Regions from separate parts of the Mus musculus genome. Here regions 1, 2, 3, 4, 5 and 7 are each linked to region 6. The links are chromatin contacts, called in public Hi-C and promoter capture Hi-C maps. All regions are on one chromosome and are shown on one strand. Each heading gives the region's core, a stretch centred on a gene start, on an enhancer-like site or on the middle of the called end of the contact. The rest is flanking DNA. Distances are from core to core; before and after follow the strand shown.

Region 1 (2,700 bases), core at 119-2,618, 4.9 Mb after region 6:
AAAACCCTAAAAGGAGGTGTGTAGACTTATGTTCCCTGCCATGAGCAGTGTACTACTTTGGCACGATGGCCCTTCGGCATCCTCTAGTTTTTAATCACATTGTACTAACTCGCAGTTCACTGGTGTGTGCATCTCTCTCTGTGTGTACTTATATGCTGTTTTTGTCCCAGACCTTCCTCTTCCTGACATTTCGGCTGGTAACAAGGTCACAGGCCTTCTAAAACTCTCCTCCATGTCACATGGTTTTGTGGACTCAAGTCTTTGCATAGATGATTTCGGGAGTAACATGACTTTGCCTGCTGGGTCACACAAGCCAGCAGACAAGCCAAGACTAATTCAGGGATTTTATGTTTCTAGTACTTTGAAAAAGGAAAAGCTCTTTGGCAACTTCCTTAATTAGCACTCCAGACACCACAGGAGCCACAGAGTTAGGCTGTGAGTCTCTTCTTTCAAGACCAAAGGGTGACAAGAATGACCCAAAAGCACATGGCTCTGGGACTTGGCAGAGTTAAGAGATCAATAAAGGAGCCAAAGTTTATGTTTATTGCAGCCTGGCTCCCCAAGCCTTGGGTTTTGACACCAGCAAGGCAGGCATTTGCTGGAGGTTCAGAAGGCCCAGAGTACCCTCTCCACAGCCCCAGCCCAAGACAGCAGCACTGGTCATAGATCCCCTTTTCTCCTTGGCAAATGTTTTCTCCAATTCAGAAGAAATAAGTCAGAGGCGATTATGGAGGGTCCGCTTAGCTTCCATGTGCCGGAATACCAAAAGTACTGCTGGAATGAAAAGACGCGACAGACCTAAAGCAGGGTCCTCGGCTTTCACGCGTGCAAAAAGTCGACAATTACCCCCAGCTCAACAAGTCCCTTAAGGGAGGCAGGCTGGAGCTAGAAGAGTCGACCAGACCCTTCACCTCCAAAACCAGAGGATGCCGCCTTTCCATCTCCCAATTCCTGCAATTACTGGCTGAGGGTCCCCAGAAAGGCCAATTCCCGACGCCCCACCGCGCCCCTCGCCGCCGTCACGGAAACAAACTGGGCGCTAAGAAGCGCCCCGCGCAGGGGTGGGTAAGGGGCTCTCCGGAAAACCCGGCCTCCCACGGGCGGGCAGTGCCCTCGGTGTCGCGACAGCGACCTCCTCACCGCCCCGATTTGCACCCGCCGAGGCCCCCGGCTGCCTCACCTCGGACGGGAGCCGGCGGCAGCGGACGGTGTCTCAAGGCTCAGCGCATCCTGGGGGAGCCGGGAAGCCGGACGTGGGACTGCGCGGTCCCCCGCGACAGATTATGTAACCGGCAGGGGCCGCAGCCGGGACAGGGAAGGCGGCCCCGCGGCACTTCCGCCTCTCCTGTGCTGCCGGCGGCGCAGCCCGGAAGATCATTGGCTGCTACGCCATGTGGCACCGCCCTCCCTGACGCCGCCGCCACCATGTTGGGAGCTGGCAAGCCTCTGGCCGCTGGCGGGACCTGCTCCCGAAGCCTCCCGCACTGGCGGCGGAAGCTCAAGACAGCTGCGAGCCGCCCAGCTGCCCTTGCGTGCATGCGTGGACACCGGCGGCGGCGGGCCGGGGTTTCCGCGCCTTTCCTCAATCAAGCGGGTCAGAGGGCGCCTTTCCTCGATCAAGCGGGTCAGAGGAGCTCCGAGGCCTCCCTAGTCCTGAGACGCACGGCTCCGCCGCTGGCCTGCTCTTCCCCCACTGGAGGTTAGTATTAATAGATGCTGGCGCTGGTGATTGCTAGAAGCCCTGACTCAAAAGGCACCGCCCCGCGCTCGCGCTGACAGCCACAGAAGGGTGGTCGTGAGCTATCATTGCAGTGGACAAGTGACATTGGCCTTCAGGGCTGGGTGGGGGTGGGAGTTCTATATCCAGATGTAATTCAGAGATAATTCAGTTCGTGTAACCAGAGAAAAGCTTGCTGACCAACAGTTTATTCTTTGCTTTTAGATAACTAAAATGGTATGTAGTCAAAGGCTCAACCAACCTTAAAAAAATATTAATATCCAAGAAATACATCAGTGCTACATCCACTCCAGTAGTGACTCGCATTACAGGTTTAGAAACCTGGAAGCAGTCATGAGGTGAAGACTTTCACGGAAACTTCGCCTCCTGGAGCCTTGGCATTCCAATAGCACGTATACTCAAACCCTGTCCCAGCGTTAGTCTGGTGTATGGATTCGTGTGCTCTCTTTCAGTATTGTTTTATTATAAGTGCCTTTAAGGATTGATTTTGACATATAGCTAAGCCTTTGTCAGTGTTCCAATGTCCTGACCCTGAGCTTGGAATTCAGTAAGAATGTTACCTATTCAGTAACATTCAAATTCACTTCTAGTAGAGACAGTGAAAATAATCAGACATTACAATTTACTAGAACAGAGCTAGAAAAGCTCAGGGCCAGTCTGCATAGTAATTACTTAGAACAATAGCTGAGTTTCACCCAAACACAGGAATACACAATGGCCTAGGAAATAGGTGGGTTGGAGTATTACTCATGAAAGGGTTAGTAGAATGGAATTCCCCTGGTGCAGGTTTTTCACTAGGCCCAGAGGAATAGCATAATCAGGTATTTACTAAAGGACCACTGTAGGTGGGTTTAACAATAGACTAGCATTGCATCAGAGCATTCACCTGGCTCCTGTGTTTGGCTGATCTTAATTAAGGATTGTTTCTATTCTCAGTTGTAAACAAGGCCTGGCTCCCATTA
Region 2 (2,700 bases), core at 182-2,681, 4.5 Mb before region 6:
AAGGGAACTGTGTGAACTTCCACAGCACATTACACCTGCATCTACTAGACACACATGGAGCATACTGCCAAGTGCAACAATTTCAATCTTCTATTTCCTTATTACTAACAATAAGCATGAGGGATTTTGTGTACTCCATTAAATGTAGAGAACTCGGGCTTTGTATTGGTTACAATGTAGCCTGGAATACAGCATCCCTGGAGGGCTGTATTATCTGAGCCTAACCAGAGACAGGCTGTGATTTATCTTGCACGCTGTCAGTCAGCCTACATTGTTTTTCTCATTAGCATCAATTACCCCAAGTAACACGGTTTTATCTCAGGTCCCAATCTTTGTTCCTGACTTTGAGACTCACTGTCCCACAAGTGCATGCGTACATACGTGAGTGTGTGTCTCCAAACATACTCACTAGCCGCAGGGTCCGTGATATTACGTCCTACCTAGCTGGGTGTCTGGGCTGCACTAACGCCATAGCACGTATTTCTTCTTCACATCTAAAGGAGAGCACTCTACTGACCTTGGATCACGTATAGGAAGATATAGTATGAACTTCGTGTCAGGGTGGCAAACATTTGCCACAGAACCAAAAGTTAGGAACTTCACAACCGCTCATCCTAAGAGTGCGATCTCAAGCTTCAGAAAAGAATCAAACTTTTCAAAGTTTCTTTGCCTGAGGCAAACCTTGAGCTATCCTCGTGGCCTGAGACCCTACACCCGCCGCACCCCTCGTCACTGTCACACCGCGTCTGCTCATACACAGGGCCAAAGGGTAGCTTCTGAACACTGAGAACTAGGCAAAGTTTCAGGGACAGAACAAAAGCGGTGGAAAACTTTCTCCCTGGAAACCCGGAACGCTGCGTGCGTGCAATTTCGGGAGGGCTTGCAGACACACCCTCTGCAGCCCCGCGGGGACCCCAGGGGAAGAGCCGCGAGCAGGGCTGGGGAGGAGGATGGAAGGTGAGTCCGGGGCGTGGGCCGTCCCCATCCCACCACGTCCCCGTCGAGTGGCTCCGGCCAAGGCGCTGCTGCACCTCACTGCAGTTCCAGCGTGGGAGCGCGCAAGCGAAGCGCCTGGTACCAACTCCAGGCTGCCCGGGAAGATCGGGCCGCGGCCGCACACAGGGGACCCCCGACGAGGGAAGCCCGGACCCGGTAGCCCCGAGACCGCGGCCGCCCCGCCCCGCCCCGCCCCGCGCGAGTCCCGGGACAGCGCGCACCCGGAGGCGCCGCAGCAACCTCGAGGGGCCACCGAGGACGCGGGCCTTCCGTCCGTCCCTCTCCCGGGGCCCGGCCTCGCCCTCCGCAGCTCTCCCCTGCCTCAGTCCCAACGGCCGCCTCGCACCCGCTCGCCGCTCACCTCCCCGGCCGCTGCCGCCGCCGCCGCCACCGCTGCCGCAGCTACCACCGGATCTCGCGAGACTTCGCTCCGCCCCCGTGCTTACCCTCCTCCCGTCTGAAGGCACGGAGCCCGTCCTGGAAGCTCCAGGTAGCGCCGAGCCGACTCCCGGAGGTTTACACCCTGCTTCCCTTCTCCCACCCGGCATCCGCCCTCGCCCCTGACCCGGAAAAGTTAAAACCCAGGTGCGAGGCCGCCCGCTCCCGCCGCGCTCTCACCTGGCTGCCCCGGGGCGCATGCGCAGCTGGGCTGCGGAGCTGGGAGCTCTTTGGTTGCTGCCTAAGCTCTGGCTGCTCCCAGTCAGATAGATGGTCAGTCAGTGCCGGCTACCCTAGCAAGCAAACAGCTCATGCTGCCTCACTAAGTGCATTCTTGCCGCCTCCCCATTCCAGAAGGAGGTTGCAGCGGACGAGCAGACCGGCCTGTGGAGTCGGTGCGTTTCTGATGCCACACCCGCACCTGTAGGAACCCCTCCTCTTGAGCCCTGCCTCACTCTCCACCCCTCTGTAGTTCTTCCGAGTGGAAGAAGTGACCCCAATAGGGGGTCTGTTGCAACCCATCTTAATGCAACTAGACAAGAGAACGCTTTTCACACTTTCTCCAACTCTGTAGAGCCCTAAAAGCAAAATATGTTCGAAAACAGTGGGAGAACCCAGGATAGAATGGTTCATGGACATAGAGCCAGGGCATTCGTGGAGTTAGGTCAGCTGTTCGGGGCCACAGGGGGTCGCATATCAGATTCTGTGTATCATTTACATTGATTCATAACAGCAAAATAACTTTATGGTTGGGGGATCACCACAACATGAGGAACTGTATTAAAGGGTCCCAGCATTAGGAAGGCTGAGAACCACTGCATTACGGTGTGACTTCTTCCCAAAAGAAAACTTAAGAGTAATTGCTTCTAAGGAAGAGAGGCTGGCATAGTGAGATGCACTAAAGTGGGTACCCATAACCTCGTGCCTTAGAGTTTTACTGCTGTAAACAGAAAATTGCCATGACCAAGGCAACTCTTATAAGGACATTTAATTGGGGCTGGCTTACGGGTTCAGAGGTTAAGTCCGTTATCATTAAGGCAGGAACATGGCAGCAACCAGGCAGATATGGTACAGAAAGAGTTGAGAGTTCTACAGCTTCATCTGAAGGCTGCTAGGAGAAGAATGGCTTCCAGGCAGCTAGGGTGAGAGCCTTAAAGCCCATGCCCACAGTGACACACCTACTCCAACAAGGCCACATCTTCTAATAGTGCCACTCCCTGGGCAGAGCATATACGAACCATCACACTTCCGAAGCCTGCAATAAAG
Region 3 (2,700 bases), core at 145-2,644, 3.9 Mb after region 6:
GTCTAAGAAAGGGAGACACTCACTAGTCCCGCTGCTACCCATAAACTAAACTCGCAGCTATAACTCAGAGCCTTCCAAGCTCCCCGTCCTCGTTTCTTCCTCCTTTTCTTCCTATCTAAGGATCTTTCAGTCCCACCTCCTTCCCATCTTCCTCCAGCCACCCGATCGGAGAGCCCCTAGGAGTGAAGGGCAAGATAGAACTCCATTTCCCTAGGTATCAACTGGGCCCCACACCTTTACGGCCTCAGCGGTCCTAGCGAGAACAAAGGATCAGGTGTATCAAAACGTCTCAAGAGCCCGCAGTTGGCTTCCGAGGCCTGCGCTTACTTCCTCGGGGCAGTGTCGCTATAATGAAGCTTTCGGACCTAACGCCTCCCCTCCCGGCTGGTTCTACAGGGGGCCAGGTCAAAGGTGAGGCCAGTGAGAGCAAAGAACCCGGGCAACGTCTCTCAGCCGAGAAGACAACGCCAGCCCTCTCCTCCCCCCAGCTTCTGGGCGACTCTTCCACGTCCGACCGGCCACTCTACCAACCGCGACGTCAGCCGGAAGTGGCATGTGCGGGGCTGTAAACACCGCCTGCGAAATCACGCACCCAGCTCCCGACCCCGCCCCCACGCCACGTGATGCGCCCGCCCCCGCCGCCGCCTCATTGGGCGGCCAGCTTTGTTTACCTTATATGGCCAGGTCCTAACACCCCGTGACGGCCCATTGGTACAGTCGCGACCTCACTCAGGTGACGTCACTGGGACAGAAAGATGCAAATAAACCGGGGCATTGTGGGAATGGCAGTCGTGGCCGTTTCTGTACGTGCTCCGCGCGGTCCTTTTGCCAGCAGGCTGCTGGAAGTTTTTCTTTTGCGTGGGAAAGTGGGAGTTGAAAGAAAGGGGACGCCAAGGCTCCGGAGCAGGGGCTGTCTTTTTTTTTTTTTTTTTTTTTTTTTTTTTTTTTAAGACGCTCTTCCTGCACGACTGGCCAAGAGTTAGGCAAAGATGCCTTGCGAGCTCTGGAATGCTTCCAGGAGGTGGTGATTTCTAGCAGCGCCTTGAAAGGCAGATGCTCTGCGATACCGAGCGTTTTCTAAGTCTCAGGATTTTAGGAGTGTTTCAGCCTAGGGCAGTGGAGTAGGACCAAAGCTATCAGAGAGTCCCCTAAGAGCGCGCCTATTAATATTGTGATGCTAAGCACAGCAGCACACAGGACCTCCAGGGCCCAGTGATAAGGCAAGCTTGTGCAATGGTCCCTGGTTCGCAACTTCGCCTCTCAGCCTGGGGCACGGGCTGCGCGCCCCACTGAGATCGCTCGGGAGAGGGCGTCCACGCTCCTTCCCGGTCCGTTCGGCGGGGGCGTCGCGGACTACACATCCCAGCATGCTTCGCCGGCCGCGGGGCAGCGAGGCGCGGTGAGTCAGAGCGCACAGTAAATATTTGTATTAGCCGGGGCCGGCTCGCTAATGGTGGACGCGTGAGGCTAGCGCGCAGGGAGGCCGGAGCGGGCTGCACGGCGGCGCCATGTCCGTGAACATGGACGAGCTCAAACACCAGGTCATGATCAACCAGTTCGTGCTGACGGCGGGCTGTGCGGCCGATCAGGCGAAGCAACTGCTACAAGCGGCCCACTGGCAGTTCGAGGTGCGTAGGGGAACCGGGGACGGGCGCGGGCGGTGTGGACACGTGCCGGGGTGCCGGCTGCGGGCATCACCGACCGCCAGGCCAGAGCCCCGGAAACCCCGCTATCAGGACTGGATACCCTCCCCCAACACCCCCCCCCCCCCGGTCCCGGTAACGGCTGAGGAGGAGACAGCCGCCTGGAAGACGCCCAGGGCCGTGCCGGAGGCGGAGTCGCTTGGAGAGAGCGGTCTCAGGGTCGGTGTGCCGGGTGGGCGGTTTGCGGGAGTGCGCACACGTACATGTGGATTTGTATTTACGCACGCACCGCGCTTGGGCGTCAGCAGGGCACATCGAAGGTTGTGGGCATGTGGGCGCGTGTGCGGACTCAAAGCCCGTCTCGAGTGCGTGTCTGATACAGGATACCTTTGTGTCATGTTTGGTGTGTGTGTGCAGCGTGTACATAGGTGGTGGTTTGCTGATGGTAATCGTGCTGGGTATGGTGCGGTGTATGTTCATATACGTCATGGAGTGTATGGGTGGTGTGCTGGATCCTCAGAGTAAATTACGAGAGTCTGTATGTGTGTAGCCCACTCCAAAGGTGTCACCGGGGCGGGATCCTTATGAAGACCTGGGTATCCTCGGGCCTGACAAAGGAACCTGTATCTTGGGATGGTGTACTGTATACGGTTCACTTATTTTAGGGCATTTTAGACAGAAGATGGGAAGGTCAGTCTGGCTCTCATCTACTCCCAGGTTTCTCTTGACCGGTAGGATTATGTGCCCAGTCTTTTGTGTTACTAAGATGCCTCTGTTCCTCTAACTCAAAACCCCACATTCACCACTTGTGGGTATCGAGATGAGACTCTCTGGCTTGTAGCTGTGTGGGTACATGTGTGAGTCACAACCAGAGCCAGTCTAGTATTCTGTGCCCAGTTGGAGACCCCAGAGCTTGGCTTCCCAGTGGGAACCATCCCATTTTCAGTAGGAAAAGCCAGGAAGTGGAGACCAAGGCTTAACTTCCTGGTGCAGGATCAGAACCTCCCCAGGCTGGGAAGACTGTAGCCCTTCCAGCTCTGGATACCAAGCCTTCGAT
Region 4 (2,700 bases), core at 27-2,526, 3.5 Mb after region 6:
TTAAACCTATTCAAATCCCTGGCACCTACTAGATTGACAATGCCCCTGAGGAGGTCAGGAACTGGACTTTGCGTTGGGCTCTGCCTTTGGGTAAGCCCTAAGAAGAGCAGCCTCTGACAGGCAGCACTGAAGCACAAGCCGTGCTTCAAGGGGACACTCGCCAGGAGGATCCCAGGCTCGGGACTTACTATAACACAGGACACTTGTCACCTGAAAGCTTGAGTCAGTCAGTTATTATGGTCTGTGTGTGAGATACAAGTGGGTGCATAGGCAGTGGTGCACACATGTAGATCAGACTTTCTACAGCCAATTCTCTTCTTCCTCCTCTCCATGGGTTCAGGGTCTTCATCTCAGGTTGCACAGCGAGTTCATTTATGTGCTGTGCCATCTCGCCAGTCGTTCCTATATCCTAGAGGAAAACTAGTTTCTTCTGGTCAAGAGGAGGAAAGAGTGGAGACCTGTCATTCTAAGATACCCAAAACAGGGCCAGGTTGGGGACCTGTGCCTTTAATCCCATCACTTGGGGATTAGGTAGAAGCAAGAGGCTCTAGACCAGTCTACACACTGAATTTCAAGCCAGCCTACCTATAAATCAGAGACCCTGCTTCAAAAATAAAATTAAACAAAAACGAAGATAAACCAAGCTACCCAAAACACAAGAGTTAATCCAGTCAGACAGGTCTAGCAAATGCTAGGATGAAAGGTGTGCACCACCACGAGTGGGCTGCAAGCCTCTCTCTCTCTCTCTCTCTCTCTCTCTCTCTCGTTTGTTTTGTTTTTCGAGACAAGGTTTCTCTGTGTAGCCCTGGCTGTCCTGGAACTCACTCTGTAGACCAGGCTGGCCTCGAGCTTCACTCTTAAAAGTTCCTCTTCCTCCTCCTCCATCTTTTCCTCCTCTTACCCCCTAGGCTCCTTTTCCTCTTCTTGTCTTTCAGATAAAGTCTCAAGTAGTCCAGACTGGTCTCAAACTAACTAACTAGCCAAGAATAGCCAACCTCTTAACTTCCGATTCTCCTGCCTCTGCTGAATGCTGGGGTTGTGGCGTGGGCCACCACTTCTGGTTTGTGCAACACAGAAGGAACTAGGGCTTTAAGCACGAGAAGCAAGTTCTGTACAGACTTACACAGGCCCAGCATCTGTTCTTGCAATTTTCTGTAAGTTTGACATAATATGAGAATAAAAAGCTATCTATCTCCCTTCCAGCCTTACCCTCTCTGATGGAATTCGAATGCGTAATCAAAGCACCCAACAGCCTGGCCTGGAATCACGTGGGGCGAGCCCACGTGACCGGAGCACCAATCCAATATGGCGGCGCCCAGGGGGCCCGGGCTGTTCCTCATACCCGCGCTGCTCGGCTTACTCGGGGTGGCGTGGTGCAGCCTAAGCTTCGGGTGAGTGCAGCCGCCGGGGCCAGCCTGGCTGGGGTCCACCTTTCCTGAGCGCTCTCAGGCACAGCCCTCCGACCTCACGATCGCCCCGTCCCTGCAGGGTTTCCCGCGACGATGACCTGCTGCTGCCTTACCCACTAGCGCGCAGACGTCCCTCGCGAGACTGCGCCCGGGTGCGCTCAGGTAGCCCAGAGCAGGAGAGCTGGCCTCCGCCACCCACGAACCCCGGCGCCAGCCACCACGCGGCCGTGCGCACCTTCGTGTCGCACTTCGAGGGGCGCGCGGTGGCCGGCCACCTGACGCGGGTCGCCGATCCCCTACGCACTTTCTCGGTGCTGGAGCCCGGAGGAGCCGGGGGCTGCGCGCAGAAGCGCCGCGCTACTGTGGAGGACACAGCCGTCCCGGCCGGTTGCCGCATCGCTCAGAACGGTGGCTTCTTCCGCATGAGCACTGGCGAGTGCTTGGGGAACGTGGTGAGCGACGGGCGGCTGGTGAGCAGCTCAGGGGGACTGCAGAACGCGCAGTTCGGTATCCGACGCGATGGAACCATAGTCACCGGGTGAGGAGGCAGGGAGCCCCGGGGCTGTAGAGGGCAAAGGGTCTCTGATGTTCTTTCAGAGCCATGCCTCCGAGTCCAGGTCCCTAACCAAACTTCCTGTCTTTCTTCTTCCGAGTAATGACGCTGACACCTTCCTTCCTTTAAGTTTATTCATGTGCCACTGAATAATCTGTGATCAGGCCGTGTGTGGGGACTTGGGGAGGCGACCGTGAGCCTGAACACAGTTTGTGCCCTAGTGAACTTTGTGTAGTATTAGAGAAACATTTCGTGTTCAACGAAGCCATGGAACCAATTGGAAATAGTGTAGAGTTTATGGAGCAGTCCCAGACAGCTAGCTGGAGGCCTTTTGCTGTCCTGATAAAAATCCAGGTTAGACAAGGAGCTTGTTGAGGGCAGCCTTTGGAAGTTTCTGTGTTTCTTGAAATTTGACAGCAGCCAGAGTTGACAGCAGGCAGGCAGGAGTAGAAGGTAGCGCCATCTGGTGTTCCAGTTCTCTTCCAAGGTTCCGTTTTTTGCCAAGGCTGGGAAGTGGGCTTTCCCCAACTCTTCTCAGCCCTTGGTTGCAATTTCTGGGCCTGCCCATGTATCTGGTTCTTCATCCTTCAACATCAGCCAGTGTCACCACTGTTGATCTTAGGTTTTCACAGATCCTAAAACTTCTGCCAGTGACCAGCGCCTGCAGTTTCTCTTCCCTGGCTCTGTCCTTCAACCTCTCTACATTCCAGCCATCTCCCTTGCTCCTCTCTTGGACTC
Region 5 (2,700 bases), core at 173-2,672, 3.7 Mb after region 6:
ACCAGGCTGGCCTCGAACTCAGAAATCCACCTTCCTCTGCCTCCTGAGTGCATGTGCCACCACTACTCGGCTCCTGTCTTATTTCATTAACTAGAATTACAGGACATTAGACAATGTATCCTTTGTTCTATTCCTGACTTTGATGGGATTGTTTCTAAATTTAGTTGTAAAGATTTACATTTAAAGACAAGTCATTACAATATTCTTAAATTCCTGGAAAACTCTAATTTCTAAATTAAGAACATTTGTCAAATTTTATGAAATCTTAAATACACTTTAAATGGTCAGTTCGTGTTTAATTAACACACAATGTAAATGACAGTCCTTGAAAAATGTGGTACTTCTTCCAAAGAAAAAACAAGCTGGGGTCAACCACCCAGCTTCTCCACCACACCATCTCTCAGAGCAATTGACAACCAAAGCCTCTACAAGGACACTGCTTTGGGGAAAGGGGCGTGAACCCGTCACCTTCCGAGCAGGCGTTGACTTCAGAAAGTACAGCTGTAAGTTAAGTCCACCCTGACACAGACTCCTGCCGCCTTTTCTTGGGTGTGAGACTTTTCTTGCTCAAAGTCGAGCTTCAACTCGGTCTACGGAACTTAGGGCAGCCGCCCTGCCCCTCGGCAGGTACCAGTTCCCATTACTGTCACCTGTCTTCCAGCTGTCAAAACTTCTTGCAAAGTGTCACACTACTTACGAAGGCTAACGCGGGAGGCTGGACCAGACCGCGGCGCTCACCGTTGTCCCCAGAGCCGACGCGGGCCGTAGACGTCCCCCCGTGGTGGTCCTCATGCCGGCCCGGGACCCTCGGGTTGCGGCGCGGCTCAGCGGCCCGCTCCCGAGCGCTGCAGGCGGGCGCGCGGAGGGCCCGCGCCGCGGCCCATGGCCGGCTCCCCAGCCCGCGGGAAGGAAGCCTCTCGACAAACTGCCGCTTTCTCTTGTCAGCCAGCGGGGGGAGCCGAGATATGCCAAGTCCACGTCCAAGAAAACAAGTCGGGCGACGCCGAGGACGCTTGGCGGGGACGCCGCTCCGGAAGCCGACTGTCGAGCTGGGCGCTCCTCAGCAGTCTGGAGCTCCCGCCCCGAGCGCGGGCTCGCGGGCAACCGGGGCCTCTTCTGCCCCGGGCTGGGACCGAGACTGGCTTCCAGGCCGCGCCAGGGTCAGTCAGGGCAGCAACCGGACTCCAACACCTATCCGCCCGGGACCTCAGGCTCGGCAACGGCCCGGGGCCCGCGCCTGCCTAACAGCCGTAACGGAAGCAGCGGGAAAGACTGGAAATGAGTCTAGAGTCCCGGAAGCGAGCGGGCAGCACAGTCGGCTCCCTTTCGCGCTAGTCCGGCCGCGCCGCCTCCGCCGCCGCTGCTTTGGACCGCGGATGCTTCGTTGTCACGAGCCGGAGGGGAGGGGGGAGGCGGGAGCTTGGAGTCTCTGGGCTTCGACGCGCTGAGAGCGCGGCGCTCAAGTCACGTGCCTCCAAGCAGTCCAATGGACGGCCGCGGCGCGGTGACGTCAGCGCATCCGCTAGGCGGATGACAGCAAACACCCGTCACGTGGTCAGGCCAACTCCAATGGGCGGTGCCGCGGCGACCTGAAGTTCCCGGCTGCCCGTGCGGCGGCGGTGGTTGGGTGGTAAGATGGCGGCTGTGAGTCTGCGGCTCGGCGACTTGGTGTGGTGAGTCCTGGCGACCAGCGCTGAACGAAAGACGGCGCGAAGCTGCTTTTCCTGGTCGCAGGGTTGCCAGCTGGCCCAGGAGTAGTTTTATTATGCACTCCGGACGGCGGAGAGTGGGGAAGAGGAGGTGCCGCCGCGGTGTGAACGACGCTTGAGCGGAAGAGGCTGTCCGGTCCCCGGGGGACCGAGGCCGAGAGGGGCCGCGGCGGTCCCTGCTCTGAACCCTGAGGCCATCCCAGGGGAGGGTTACGGCTCTAGAACTCTGGCTCCAGCTGCCACTGCAGAGAACTCTGGCGTGGCGTGGAGTCCCAGGGTCTCTCCGGACCTCCTCTCAAAGCAGGAGAGGATACCTTGCTAGAGACAGAGCCGTCCATACCCGCGTTCGGTTGGGACAGACGTGGGCTCGAGGCTTGGTTCCAGGTGGCGAAATCCGACTGCCCGGCGCTGCCCCATGAAGAAACCGAGGGGAGGGTGACTTCTCCTTTGCAAATGATGGCTAGGCGGTGATCCAGTGCCTCTCGTTCTGTTCCTTGTGTCCCCTGCAACAGCCAAAACCAAGAGTGACCATTGTCTCCTTGGAACTGCGTAGTTTCCCTACCTAGAGGAAGGTTTCCATGATCATTTGTCAAAGGAAAGCCGATCATGGGGTGAATTAAATCAGTCTTAGGGAAGTCTGTGTTTACAGAGAGAAGTTTCCAACACTCTCCCAGGGAGGTACCAGACCAGTGACGTCCTGATGGTTTTGTTTTTCTATGTTCCTTCTCGGGAAGAGTGCACAGATCTCAGGCACACACACACACACACACACACACACACACATATATATATATATACAGTTTTGTATGTAATATGTGAGGGCCCTGAGCCCAGCTGTGAAAGACCCATCTGGTTTGCCTGCTTTTGTTCTGGCCCTTTTGTTCAGCCTAGAGTTAGAAGCATAGATTGCTTGTTGAGTGGGCTGAAGGAGATGGACTGGCTTTTCCAGGGCAAGTTCTGACTGTTTGTATTATTTTCTCTAGGGGGAAAC
Region 6 (2,700 bases), core at 14-2,513:
GATTAAAAAGGCATGTGCTACCCCCCCCCCCCCAAGTCAGTTGGCGCTTAGGCCTTAAATCAATCAGATTTTCCCTCTTCAAATTTCTTGTATTGAAAAGTTCGCTTTTAAAAAAATTTGACTCCTAAAACTTAGAAAGGTAGACGCAGGAGGATCAGGTGTCCATCAAGCACCATGAAAAGTTCCAGGCCAGCTTGGACTACCCGAGAGACTCTTTCCCAGTGGACGATCGTGGCCAACCTGATCTCCTAGAGAGGAAATAAATGAATGCTGGGATAGGTGAGAGCCGAAGGACTACACTTTGCCTTATTGGATCTAGGGTGCAAAAGAGTTAAGTTTCCCACGTATTTGCCCGGGTGAGAATCCCGGGGCCGGTTACGGGCCGTAAAACGGCGCCGCGCCTTGGGCTCCTTGTCCAGCCCAGTTCCCGCGAGCACCCCTACCCTCAGCCGGAGCCCCGCGGCCCTGGGCTGCGCTCCGCTGCCTCACAGAGGAGACCCCGGCGCCCCGCTCCAGCAGGGCTGGCGGGCGGGCGGCCGGCGCGCGGGGTGGGTGCTCCTCGGTGGCGGCGGGCGGGCCGCTCCCTGCTCCGCCTCCCGCTCCGCCTCCCGCTCCGCCCGCCGCCCGCCCTCGTCTCGTTCGCTCCGCTCTCGCCCCCCATGCGGATGTGACATTTCACGCCGCCGCCATTTTGAGAGCGAGCTGAGCCGAGCCGAGCCGCCGGGCGCCGCGTCCGCTGCCGGAGCCCCGACGACGACGCCGAGGAGGCGGAGGCCTCAGCGCCCCGAGCGCGGCCAGCCGGTCACCCGCCCGCGCAGCCTCAGCGGTCGCCGCCGCAGCCCACACCCGGGCCCGCAGGCTCGCCGCGGCCCGCCCGGCCTCCAGCCTTCCGCGCCCGGTCCGAGGCGGGGCTGACTACGCGGCCCCCGCCCGGCCGCCCTCCGCCCCCGGCCGGCCCGCGGCCCCGCAGCCCCGGCCCCGGCGGCGGGAGGCGGGCCCTGCGGCGGCGGCGGCGGCGGCGGCAGCGGCGGCCGCAGCGAGCGAGGAGGCCGCCCGGCTCGGCCCGCCGCCGCCCGCCCGCCTCGGCGCCGAGATTGGGCGAATCGCGAGCAAGTACGTGCGCGTCTCCCTGCCGCCGCCGCCGCCGCCGCCGCCCGCCGCGGGCCGCCCCGGGGCCGCCGCCGCCGACGACGCGCGGGTAGGAAGAGGAGGAGGCCGCCCCGCCGCCGCCGCCGCCGCCGCCTCTGCTAGCAGCCGCCCGCCCGCCGGGCCCGCAGCCCGGGCCTCCGGCCGCAGGCGAGGCCCAGGCCGCGGCCGACATGAACCACCAACAGCAGCAGCAGCAGCAGCAGAAAGCGGGCGAGCAGCAGCTGAGCGAGCCCGAGGACATGGAGATGGAAGGTGAGGCCCGCAGCGGGGCCGGCGCTTTCATTGTGGTCCGGGCGGCCGCGGGAGCCACGCGAGGGCCTCGCCATCTTTAACCAGGCCGGGCTGCCGCTCGGCCCCGCTCGGCCCGGCGCTTTTGCCGGGCCGGGGCTGCACAGTCATGCGGCCCGGCGGGGGGTGGCCCCGGACCCCCGAGTTCACGCATTGTGCAGCGCACGGGCTGCTGGGCACAAAGCGCCGGAGTCGTAAATTAGGATCGAGGTGTGTTGGCTCCGGGTACCCAGGTTGGGAGGCGGGCCCCGGGGACCGTCCTCTTTCCGGGGTGTGTGGCTCTGGCCAGGCTGGTTGGGCCTGCTCCCCGGCCCCTGAGCTCTTGGGGTGGGTATGGGAGCGGGTGCGCAGGTTCCCCTGCACCTGCTTCTGAACGCGCCCCCGGAGAGCCTCCCCCCAATAACTTCCGAGCGCTCTGCCGGGCGTCGCGCTTAATTGCGGAGACACCTGCAAGGCGCGCAGCTGCCCTCAGCCTTTGGACTTGCTGGGAAAGTACTCAGGTTCGCCTAGTTTATAAGTTACCTGGGCTTGTGGAGGAGTTTGGGTACCTGGCTGTAGGTGGTGCCGTCCACGTCCGGCTAAAAAGTGTGCTTGAAACTATGGAGTTCCGCCGCACATGGCTGGCCTACTGCAGAAGCAGATTAAGTTCTGGAGGTAACTATGTTTTCTACCGGAGCCGCAGGAATTTATCTTGGTACTGGATTTTATACTGTTTGTAGAGCTTCGCTATCAAGGTTTGCTGTGAAAGCGCAGTGGAGGGACTCTGGCTTCGGGATCTCATGCTGGGTTGGTCATTTTCTTTTCTTTTGACTTGGTACTTTAAGTGAAGGCAGTATGCGCGGTTACCTGCCCTAAAGGGGTCAGACAGGCAGGAATCCCAGTGAGGGGCAATGAATGGACCGTTCAGCAAGTGATAGTGGCTTTCATAAATGAATGAAGGTTCCTAGGAAGTTGGGGTAAAACTGTATTTGTTGTGTATGATGTAGCATGCTCTAGGCTAGGAATACTGACTCTTGACCCCCCCTGTGAATAACTTGATGGTGATCAGTGGGAATCAAACAATTGTCTGACCATGCAGCAGAGGGAAAAAGGCCCTAGGGGGCCGGGGGAAGGGGGAAGCTGAAGTTCATGCCAAGGACTAGGCTGTTTCTCTTGGCCTCAGCAAATCAGTAATTTCAGAGTGTCTGGCAAGTGCGATTAAACCAAATAGCTGATGGAACTCACCTTTGGGAGATTAGTGTACTCCTTTTATGCTATAATTTC
Region 7 (2,700 bases), core at 143-2,642, 3.5 Mb after region 6:
AACCAATAATGCTACTTCAATAACTCAGTGGGTATAGGCACTTGCCAAATGGCTTGAGTTCAACCCACATGGTAGAAGGAAAGAACCAACTTCTTCAAGCCATCCTCTGACTTCTATTTATGTGTGGTGGATCACAAACACACACATACACAAATAATCAATGTAAAGAAATTAAAAGGCAAAATCCCACAGAAACAATCATAGTTCATTTTATTTAAATCAAGTCAGCTCAGGGAATAAAAGACCAATCCCATCTTGGTCCCCTATGCTGGCCTGGATTTTTGGAGGGTCACAGACCTGACTGTAATTAATTCCCTTCTGTTGTTCTCCAAAACAAACCTCAGGATTTCTTGTCTAAAGGAGGTAATGGGATACAATCTGTCCCCTTCATCAACATTCTGCAAGTATATTTAACAAGCTAGCTCTAGAAGCTTCCAAATGGAGATTTTGAGACATTTGCTAAACTGAACTGTTACACCTTGAATGACAGTGCACACTTGGAGGACAACAGGGGTGGCTTGCCAGTGTCCTGCCTTTCAACTCTAGGGACTTTGAACAGAATACTCTGCCACCCACTGCAGCTAACTCCCACTCTTAGTTCAGATTCTATTCCTTGCAAGATGAAACAAAACTCCTGCTGGAAGCCTCTGCAATTCTGTGCACTAATTTTCAGAGCAGATACTGTTACTGTTATATGTGTGTGTGTGTGTGAACACATATACACAAATAACGTAAAGAAATTAAAAGATGAAACCCCACAGAAACAATCTCAGTTCATTTTATTTAAATGAACCCAGTTCAGGGAATAAAGACCAACTCCTTGGTCCCCTATGCTGACCTGGCTTCGTGGATGTGTGTGTGTACACGCGCGCACTCGCGCGTGTGCGTGCGCAGGTAGGCTGAAGGATCCCAGGTATCACTTCCTAACACCCAGGTGGGGTTAGACCCCTCCAAAAATCTTCCTCGGCTACTTCGAGGGCAGACCCACCCTAGCCTCGCCCCCGGCTGATCTGAGCTCGCCCCAGACCACCCAAAGACAACCGGCTAAGAGTTGCTCAACCTCAATCTCAGCCCCACCCCCATTCCCGCTCGGGCCCACCTTCCAACCCCCAGTTCCTGCCAAGGACCGCCCTCTGAGCCCCGCCCCCAAGCCAGTCTAGGCTTCGCCTCCAAGTTGCCAGCTCCAGCTCCAGGAACTGTTTAAAACGCTCCCCAGTCAGGCCCAACCCGGCCCGGTCCGCCTCTAACCCTGCCCCACCGTACTCCCCGCCCCGCGGGCACCATCTTGCCCCGCCTCCTGGGCCGGAACATAGACTAGCCCCCGCCCACATCTTACCTCCTAGTTGCCACGCCTCCTCCGTCTCAGGCCTCGCTTCCGCCCGTTTCCAGGCAACCCTGGCCCTGCCCCGCGATGGCGCCTGAGGACCACGAGGGGGCCACGTCTCTGCTGCAGAGTTTCGAGCGCCGCTTCCTGGCGGCTCGCGCGCTGCCCTCCTTTCCCTGGCAGGTGGGCGGCGGGCGTGCGGCGGGTATCAGGGTCGAGCACCACGGGCGGCGGGGCCGGGAGTCTCGGGCCGCCTTTGCTCACCGCTGGACTGGGGGAGGCAGGCGGGCCCTTCCCCGGCAGGGTTTACAGGGTCACGAACCGGGCTGGATTATTTTAGCAACTTTTAAGCCAGTAATCGGTCATCTTGGCGACTGCAAAACAACTTTGAAAAACTAAACGTCTTCAAATGGCAAGAGCCGCGCTCTCCTGAAAAGGAGGCCAGGTCCCCATCCGAAGGGCAGGCTTCAGGCAGAACCGTCTCAGAGGGAGTTCGGACTGAAAATGGTGCTTCCCTGTGGCCTGGGGACCTGCAGCTCGGACGCGAGGATCCTTTAGAGCGTGCCTCGCTGTTAACTCTTGTGCGGTGAGCTCACCGGCATGAGTTACTATAGATTTGTATTCCTCCAGAGTCTACCCGGTTTCGTTGGGTGGTTTGGGTAGTTGTATTATTTCATCGACATAAAATATCTCTGGTCTTAACGCAAAACGAAACCCGAATAACATATAAGTCCTTATTCAATGTCAACTGTAATAATAGTTCATGTGCTGTGCTAAGTACTTGCTCAGGGTCACCCACAGTGCACAGCACTGGCGTCTGTGGTCACTCCATTTGACCAGGAGTTTAAGAAGGAAAGAATCAGAGCTCTGGCCGGGGAGGCCAGCTTCCTGCTTATAGTTCTAATTCAACCCCCTGTGTGCTGTGGGACTTTACAAGAGGCTACATCTCTGTGCCATCATTTCTAATTAATACAGTAAAGGATACAATGATAGCAGCCTCTTGCTACTAAACAGCTGGACTTCTTTTCCTTTGCCCAGCTAGAAATCATAGATAGACAAAAAGTTCTGGGAGTGCTGATCTCTGCTGACTGTGTTTTTCTGTGCCGGCTGTAGGCAGACAAGACCAGTAATTGCAGGTTTCTTGAGTGTAGGGCCCTTGGCCCTCCGGGAGTTCTTAGGACATTTTTGGCTGCGAGCTTCCCAGCAGGCCAAGGTATTGGATTTCTTCAGCCCTTGGCAGCAGCCCTTAGAAACATACAGCTCTTGTGCAGGTCTTGGAAGTGCGGATTCATTAGCTCTTGACCATGGCCAGCCTGTCTGCTTTTACAATTCTGCCGTCCACTGTTGAGCCTTGACTGGGTCTGCTTTCTCCTTGT

Evidence for each region. Promoter capture Hi-C pulls out the DNA fragments that hold promoters and counts their contacts. A called contact is a pair of places that touch in the nucleus more often than the background predicts.
Region 1: a promoter capture Hi-C map of pre-B cells shows a contact between it and region 6. The contact joins the promoter of Naa60 here to the promoter of Usp7 in region 6. A contact is called at or near these places in 2 of 39 promoter capture datasets (cranial neural crest and pre-B cells).
Region 2: a promoter capture Hi-C map of pre-B cells shows a contact between it and region 6. The contact joins the promoter of Mrtfb here to the promoter of Usp7 in region 6. A contact is called at or near these places in 2 of 39 promoter capture datasets (pre-B cells and second pharyngeal arch cranial neural crest).
Region 3: a contact with region 6 is called in a Hi-C map of B cells, with 5 read pairs. The contact joins the promoter of Ubald1 here to the promoter of Usp7 in region 6. A contact is called at or near these places in 1 of 39 promoter capture datasets (cranial neural crest) and 1 of 484 Hi-C or Micro-C datasets (B cells).
Region 4: a contact with region 6 is called in a Hi-C map of embryonic stem cells, with 6 times the contacts expected there. The contact joins the promoter of Nagpa here to the promoter of Usp7 in region 6. A contact is called at or near these places in 2 of 39 promoter capture datasets (cranial neural crest and second pharyngeal arch cranial neural crest) and 1 of 484 Hi-C or Micro-C datasets (embryonic stem cells).
Region 5: a Hi-C map of B cells shows a contact between it and region 6, with 6 read pairs. The contact joins the promoter of Ubn1 here to the promoter of Usp7 in region 6. A contact is called at or near these places in 1 of 39 promoter capture datasets (cranial neural crest) and 1 of 484 Hi-C or Micro-C datasets (B cells).
Region 7: a promoter capture Hi-C map of hematopoietic stem and progenitor cells shows a contact between it and region 6. The contact joins the promoter of Eef2kmt here to the promoter of Usp7 in region 6. A contact is called at or near these places in 3 of 39 promoter capture datasets (cranial neural crest, hematopoietic stem and progenitor cells and liver).

The regions. Positions count from the first base shown.
Region 1 is chr16:3,883,287-3,885,986 of GRCm38.p6, reverse strand. It overlaps Naa60 (N(alpha)-acetyltransferase 60, NatF catalytic subunit), which reads right to left and starts at 1,368. Exons shown (of 7, transcript NM_029090.3): 1 at 1,181-1,368. It also overlaps a transcript of Zfp597 not described here.
Region 2 is chr16:13,255,212-13,257,911 of GRCm38.p6, reverse strand. Mrtfb (myocardin related transcription factor B) reads right to left here and starts at 1,431. Exons shown (of 17, transcript NM_001122667.2): 1 at 1,358-1,431.
Region 3 is chr16:4,878,545-4,881,244 of GRCm38.p6, reverse strand. It overlaps Ubald1 (UBA-like domain containing 1), which reads left to right and starts at 1,394. Exons shown (of 3, transcript NM_145359.2): 1 at 1,394-1,628. The coding sequence starts at 1,509.
Region 4 is chr16:5,202,588-5,205,287 of GRCm38.p6, reverse strand. It overlaps Nagpa (N-acetylglucosamine-1-phosphodiester alpha-N-acetylglucosaminidase), which reads left to right and starts at 1,276. Exons shown (of 10, transcript NM_013796.3): 1 at 1,276-1,391; 2 at 1,489-1,947. The coding sequence starts at 1,306.
Region 5 is chr16:5,048,779-5,051,478 of GRCm38.p6, reverse strand. Ubn1 (ubinuclein 1) reads right to left here and starts at 1,422. Exons shown (of 19, transcript NM_026666.4): 1 at 698-1,422. Glyr1 (glyoxylate reductase 1 homolog (Arabidopsis)) reads left to right here and starts at 1,569. Exons shown (of 16, transcript NM_001079814.1): 1 at 1,569-1,673; 2 at 2,693-2,700. The coding sequence starts at 1,636.
Region 6 is chr16:8,736,905-8,739,604 of GRCm38.p6, reverse strand. It overlaps Usp7 (ubiquitin specific peptidase 7), which reads left to right and starts at 1,263. Exons shown (of 31, transcript NM_001003918.2): 1 at 1,263-1,401. The coding sequence starts at 1,320.
Region 7 is chr16:5,254,648-5,257,347 of GRCm38.p6, reverse strand. Eef2kmt (eukaryotic elongation factor 2 lysine methyltransferase) reads left to right here and starts at 1,392. Exons shown (of 8, transcript NM_027446.2): 1 at 1,392-1,507. The coding sequence starts at 1,412. Gm15983 (a long non-coding RNA gene) reads right to left here and starts at 1,385. Exons shown (of 3, transcript XR_003951974.1): 1 at 1,337-1,385.